2 separate regions of the Mus musculus genome follow, and region 2 is linked to region 1. Evidence: chromatin contacts called from public promoter capture Hi-C data. All regions are on one chromosome and are shown on one strand. Each heading gives the region's core, a stretch centred on a gene start, on an enhancer-like site or on the middle of the called end of the contact. The rest is flanking DNA. Distances are from core to core; before and after follow the strand shown.

Region 1 (2,926 bases), core at 163-2,662:
CCTTCATGTTAGGAAGCACTCTCTAACAACTGTGGTACAATCCCAGCCCTAACATTATGCTTCTTAACTCAAAAAAACGTTACATGACACACATATACTTTATAGTCCTAAATTACAGGAACGGAATTTAATTACTGGCACCAGGGATATTGTACTATCAATCAGGCGGGAGACATGAAGTTCCTTAGATACAAAAGCAAAATAGGGATAAATAGAACATTTCCAATTAAGCTCTGTGATAGAGGATCTTCATTTATTAGGGCAAATGAAAATGTGAATTAATGTAAGGCAAAGTTTTAAACTAACCTGTAAAACGAATGTCAAATTCTAAATGGAAGAAGAATTAAAATGCAAGACAATTATAACAATCAATAACAGGTTTTTCTAATTTTGTTTTGAAGAAGACAACAAAAACAAATACCAAGGATTCTTGCAGACCCATTCCCTAAGATGGGAATCAATTAGATGAGGCAAAGGTTTTTTGTTGGTTTGTTGCTTGATTTGGTTTGGTTTTTGGTTTTTCGAGACAGGGATTCTCTGTTTTAGCTCTGGCTGTACTGGAACTCATTATGTAGACCAGGCTGGCTTCGAACTCGGGGATCGGCCTGTCTCTGCCTCTCGAGGGCTGGGATTGAAACCGTGCGCCGCCGCCACCCGACAGAGGCAATGTTTTAAAACTAAATAAAAACTAGATATTCTGTAAGCAAAACTGGCAATCAACCTGTAGACATGGGCAACTGTAGCATAAACGGCCATACTATCACATGGTGGGATCATTCAGAAACCAGTGAGCAGTGAGGTCCTACCTAACGAGCAGAGAAAGGAAAGATGACCAGCCACCCTGATACAAATACATTAAGTTCAAATGCGTTTACACCTCCGTGTAGTATGCTCGAGCAAGGACTTGTAACCCACCAGCACAGGGAGGCCTTACCTTCTAGAGCACGCTTGACTCGCTCCTTCTTCTCCTGAACGGATCGCTGCGCCTCCTCCCGGGCTTTGCGGTACAGGTACTCGCGGCGCAGGCGAGCCTCCCGACGGAGCTAGAGAACACACAGGGTCACCATCCACTTCGGAGCACCGAGGACCACAACTCAGCCCTCCCGTAGTCCCCTTCTTTCCCGCTAAACCAGAACAGGAAATCAAAACATCCTACCATGATGAGCGCCGCTCCCTCACGAGTCCCAACTCTTCTGGCGCTGCTGGCACCACGCAGTGATCACTTCCGCCCTCAACCAAAAAGGCCTTTAGAGGCTTCACTCGATTCCACTGCCGGTCAGAGTGCCCCATCTTAAGATGGCGAATGGAGGAGGGCGTCGCAAGGTGATTGGTCAGACGGGCAACCAATTAATTACCCGGATTTGGGATGTCACGTGGTCTAAGACCGTCCTGATTAGTTAGTCCGTCTGCGGCTTCACCGGTGCTTGAGCTGGTCAGGCAGCAGGCTAGCGAAGAGTAAAAGCAGGAACTGTGCGCATGGCTTCCTAGATTCAAGTTAAGGTCCGACTTTTGGTAGCCATCGGATTCGAGAAGTATCCCGCTCCAGGCGCTAATCCGCGTCCTGGCTGGTGACAGGGATCACCCGGAAGTTGAAGCCTTTGACTTCCGGGTCACGATTAGTACTGCCCCCCTAAGGGCGGATCTTGAGCGCTTATTGGCTGTCATGCACATGGCCGCGCAGTGATTCGGCGGCTTGGAAGGAAGTGGCTCCGCCCATCCGCGCGTGTCCCAAGACTGGCTGGGCCATGGCGGTCCAGGCTCTGCGAGAGGAGTTGGACTCCAAGTGCCTACAGCTGCTCAGTGACCTGGAGGAACTGGAGGCGAAGCGGGCGGCGCTGAACGCCAGGGTGGAGGAGGTGGGCCACGGGGAATGGAAGGAGGGATAGAAAGCGGGCACAGGGAGGGAAAACAGTCTCAAGTCTCTCCTGTCTCCCCAGGGTTGGCTCTCACTTGCCAAGGCTCGCTATGCCATGGGAGCCAAGTCGGTAGGACCCCTGCAGTATGCCTCGCGTATGGAGCCTCAGGTCTGCGTGCGTGCCAGGTGAGCGCCCCCCCCCCCCCCCCCCCTTGGAGAGTGGATGGGCAGGACCTAGGCCGGCGCGGCCAGAGATCCAACTTCCCTTTTTTTTTTTTTTTTTTTTTTTTTCCCAGCGAGGCCCAGGATGGACCCCAGACCTTCAGGGTGATCAAAGCTGACGCCCAGACCCCCGAGGAAGTGGGGCCTAGCGAAGCATGTAAGTCTCCTTTCCACCTGTCAGCCCTTACTCAGCGCTAAAGACAAAACTCATTGAACATTTAAGGAAATTGCTTCATTCGGAATCTGATTAATGGAGAGCGTCTGAGCTGGAGAGTTGAATGTCTGGGGGGCGGGGGTGTGGGAGGGTGGGGTTCTTATACTTTGATAGGTAGGGTTCAAGTAACAGGATAGGAGAGCCGCCCGAGGAGGTCTAAGGGAATGGGGTGTATTCCAAGCCTCCTTGACATAACATGGTTGGGTAAGAGGGTTAAAGGAATGTTGGCGTTTAAGCTGATTGGTTCACAGCATCTGGTCAAACCACAAGGAGGGACCACACATCTAAAAGGTGCATCTTCACCTGGGAACGAATCATGTTTTCTTAGCCCACCCCATTATTATCGACTGACCACAGCTATTACGTCTGTTTTGCAACTGCCAAGAATATTTCGGATTTTTGTTTGTTTGGTTGTTTTTTGCTTTTCATTTCGTTTTGTTTTTTGTTTTTTTCAGAACTCAAGGGTGGGAGCCAAGTCATTGTGAGGGCAGGTTAGCTTAAAATGGAGTCTGAGAACAAAATGGAGTTTGCTCTGGTACTTTAATCTCTACACAGTTAAAGGTGGACTCTTTTATAGTGGGATGAGTTTTGCATTCAAAGGAGCTCAACAGAACAGAAAATGTATATCCCTATAT
Region 2 (2,926 bases), core at 169-2,668, 3.0 Mb before region 1:
AGGACTAAGAAGGCAGGGTCATCTCTGGCCCACTGGTCCTTTGTTTGCTTCCGGTAGTGAAAGTTTCTATAAACCCTCTGAGGAGAGGTAAACAGGTAGAGCATCTGCCATGCAGCAAACTCAAAGTCCATCTGCCGAAATCGAAAGAGCCTTCTGAGGTACTTGTAGCGTTTTGCTCCAGCCGTGTGCCTTGCTGCATCCCTGGAATTTAATACTCCATTCCCGTGCATCGAAGAACTCAAGGAAGTACTTGGTAGCATCTTCCTAGATGGAATGAGAACATTTCTCTTAGATGTAATCTTAAATGTAATTATTTGGCTACTAGAACTCCTCGTCAGCGCTATGACGTTTTCTCTTGCCACCTTCAGAAAGGATTAGGGGCCAGAAGCTATAGAGTTGGTTCTGGGGCTTGTCTAGGGGCTGGCCAAGGGTAATGCCATCAAGGCAGTACCACAAACTCCTGTATCACCTGAAACAAGCACTTAACTTCAGTCGATGGTTTCCCAACCTTCACCTCAATCAAGCCTTTGACAGCTGCAGTAGCTCACTACTGATAATGGAGGCCAAGGAAAAAGCAGCACAAGGGGGTGTGCAATGACGTCCTCATTAACACGGGACAATGACCGAACACTGGTTCAAAATTCCGTGTTTGTAATGACCAAGATTTAAAACAAACAAAAAGTTTAATCTAAAAGCAAGGTTACTGAAAAAGTAAGACACACAGTTTATTTGTACAAGTCCATCGGCGATGGCCAGCAAGTCCCTGGTTATTCAGAATGTGACAATAAAAATTACACTCCTTGATGGTTTTACTCCTAGGATGGCTGGGTAGGAGGAATAACAGCGCGAAGGGGCCAGTCCAACTAGTCCGAAGCTAAATGACTGCTGGTCACCGCCCAGCCTACCTGCCCTCCGCGGCGCGGCGCGGCGCCCCGCCCCGCCAGCAGGTCTCCATTACCCCAAGCCTCTGTCAACTAAAAATACAAACGGCCCAGTGACATTTGACTTAAGAACAAGCAACGACAAGGTTTCAGGGTGTGTGTCTCCTTGCAAAATTTCAGACCTGCTTAGAATAGAAAAACGGCTCTAATCCTGCGATTCCCACGTAAGCGGCTGTCTTTGGTTTTACCCAGCAGCTCCACGGCGGGCCTAGGACTCGAGCTGCCGGGCGCCGGCCGGTCCCTCGCCCAGCCGCTGAGACGCCAGGTCGCGAGCTAACCGTGGAAACGGCCGACGGCACGAACGCCACCCTGCGCACACAGAGCAGGCCGCACCTGAAGGCCCTCGAGGCCTCGTCCTGGGCCCGGGACTACCGCCACCTTCCCAGGGCAGCCGAGCCCAGCCGCCGCTGGGGCCACTTCCCTTCCCGCTACGTAGCCCGCACTTGCGGCGCTCTGTATTTACGTTACGGACACGCACTTCCGCCACGCGTGCGCATACCCTGAAGAGTCGCACTCCTGGCGGAAGTTGTTGAGACTTTCTCCCACCCTCGCCGGTAGCTTGCCAGTGGGCGTGTCCCACGCCCTTCCGGGCCGTGCGGGGTGACCGAGGGCCGTGATCCAGTGTGGTGAGGGCGGTGGGTCCCCGCCATGCCCCGGTATTATGAGGACAAGCCGGAGGGCGGCGCGTGTGCGGGCGTGAAGGAGGATCTGGGTGCATGTCTGCTGCAGTCTGCCTGTGTGCTCCAGGTAGCGGATCTGGGTGGCAGAGCTCAGTCAAGACTGGCTCCATGATGGCCTGCGAGGGGAGGTCACGTCGAGGGTAGAGGTCGCGCGTCCGCTCCTGACTTTGGACAGGTCTCTTGAGCTCGCATCCCCAGTTCTTACTGGTGTTAAGTGGGAGATAACTTACTACCCACCTAAGGATTTTGTAAACCTTCAGCCAGCTCTGTTCAGGAAGCGATCCCTGAGTGCTGGCACGCGCCACCAGAGACTCCCACTCTAAGGGCAGCTGCCAAGGCCTGTGCCTGCGCCGCATGGCTACTTGATCTGTGGTGGAGAGTTTTGGTTCCTTGGCTTCTAGAATATGGAAGTATCTCATGGTGTGCCATAGTTTCTCTCTGCCGATCTTTAACCTATCTTAAACCTATAGCATTGCATTCTGGGAGGAATTCAACATAAGCCTTTATACTATGTGCTGCCTTGGGAAACAGGCGAGGAATGAGAAGGGCTCAGAGAAACGTAGGGTATGAACTCAGATGATCACAACGTACCTTCCAGTGGGGGATAGTGAGGAGAAAGGGGAGTGGGGAGAAGGTTCAGAACTTTCTCAAAAATAGACTTCTTAAGATTTTATGACTCTTGGAAAACCAGAAAAGTTGAAACTTCCAGAGGGAACTCAGTATGGTTTTCCCATTACTGACCTTGACCTCAGAAGAGCAAGGCCTCTTGCCCGCTGACTCATCTCTCCAGCCCCTCCACCTTATTACTTGAGATAGCATGTCAGTGGACCTAATTGGCTAGCCTAACCAGATCTGCTTGGCTCCACTCCCATTCTGGGATAAACGACTTCTGCCACCATGCCCAGCTCTTTATGTGGGTGCTGAACTGGGAGCTCTCATGCACAGCAAGCATTTTCTTTACTTAGCCACTTTGCCAGCCCCTCCCTATTAACATTTATATACAGAGTTTAGTACTAACACTAAAAGGTCTTTATTTTAACACATCCAATTCATGGTTCTCATCCATAGGAAGGCTTATACAAACATTGACGATATGTCCTAAAAATCTTAGGCTCTGGGGGCTGGAAAATAGATGGCTCAGTGGTTAAGAGCACTTGTTGCTCTTACAGAGGGTCAGGATTTGGTCCTAGCAGCCATAAGGTGGTGCACAATCATCTATCCTCCAGTTCCTCCTGGTAGCCTCTTTGACATCCATAGGCACCAGGTCTGTATGTAGTGCATGTTTGTACATGCAGGCAAACACTC

The links. Promoter capture Hi-C pulls out the DNA fragments that hold promoters and counts their contacts.
Region 2: a contact with region 1 is called in a promoter capture Hi-C map of erythroid cells, with 13 times the contacts expected there. The contact joins the promoter of Unc50 here to the promoter of Ccdc115 in region 1. A contact is called at or near these places in 1 of 39 promoter capture datasets (erythroid cells) and 1 of 484 Hi-C or Micro-C datasets (muscle stem cells).

What each region holds. Positions count from the first base shown.
Region 1 is chr1:34,438,158-34,441,083 of GRCm38.p6, reverse strand. Ccdc115 (coiled-coil domain containing 115) reads left to right here and starts at 1,412. Exons shown (of 5, transcript NM_027159.2): 1 at 1,412-1,856; 2 at 1,938-2,041; 3 at 2,152-2,234. The coding sequence starts at 1,746. It overlaps Imp4 (IMP4, U3 small nucleolar ribonucleoprotein), which reads right to left and starts at 1,255. Exons shown (of 9, transcript NM_178601.3): 1 at 1,157-1,255; 2 at 935-1,043. The coding sequence starts at 1,159.
Region 2 is chr1:37,428,631-37,431,556 of GRCm38.p6, reverse strand. It overlaps Unc50 (unc-50 homolog), which reads right to left and starts at 1,418. Exons shown (of 6, transcript NM_026123.4): 1 at 1,064-1,418; 2 at 1-264. The coding sequence starts at 260. Coa5 (cytochrome C oxidase assembly factor 5) reads left to right here and starts at 1,454. Exons shown (of 3, transcript NM_198006.4): 1 at 1,454-1,688. The coding sequence starts at 1,590.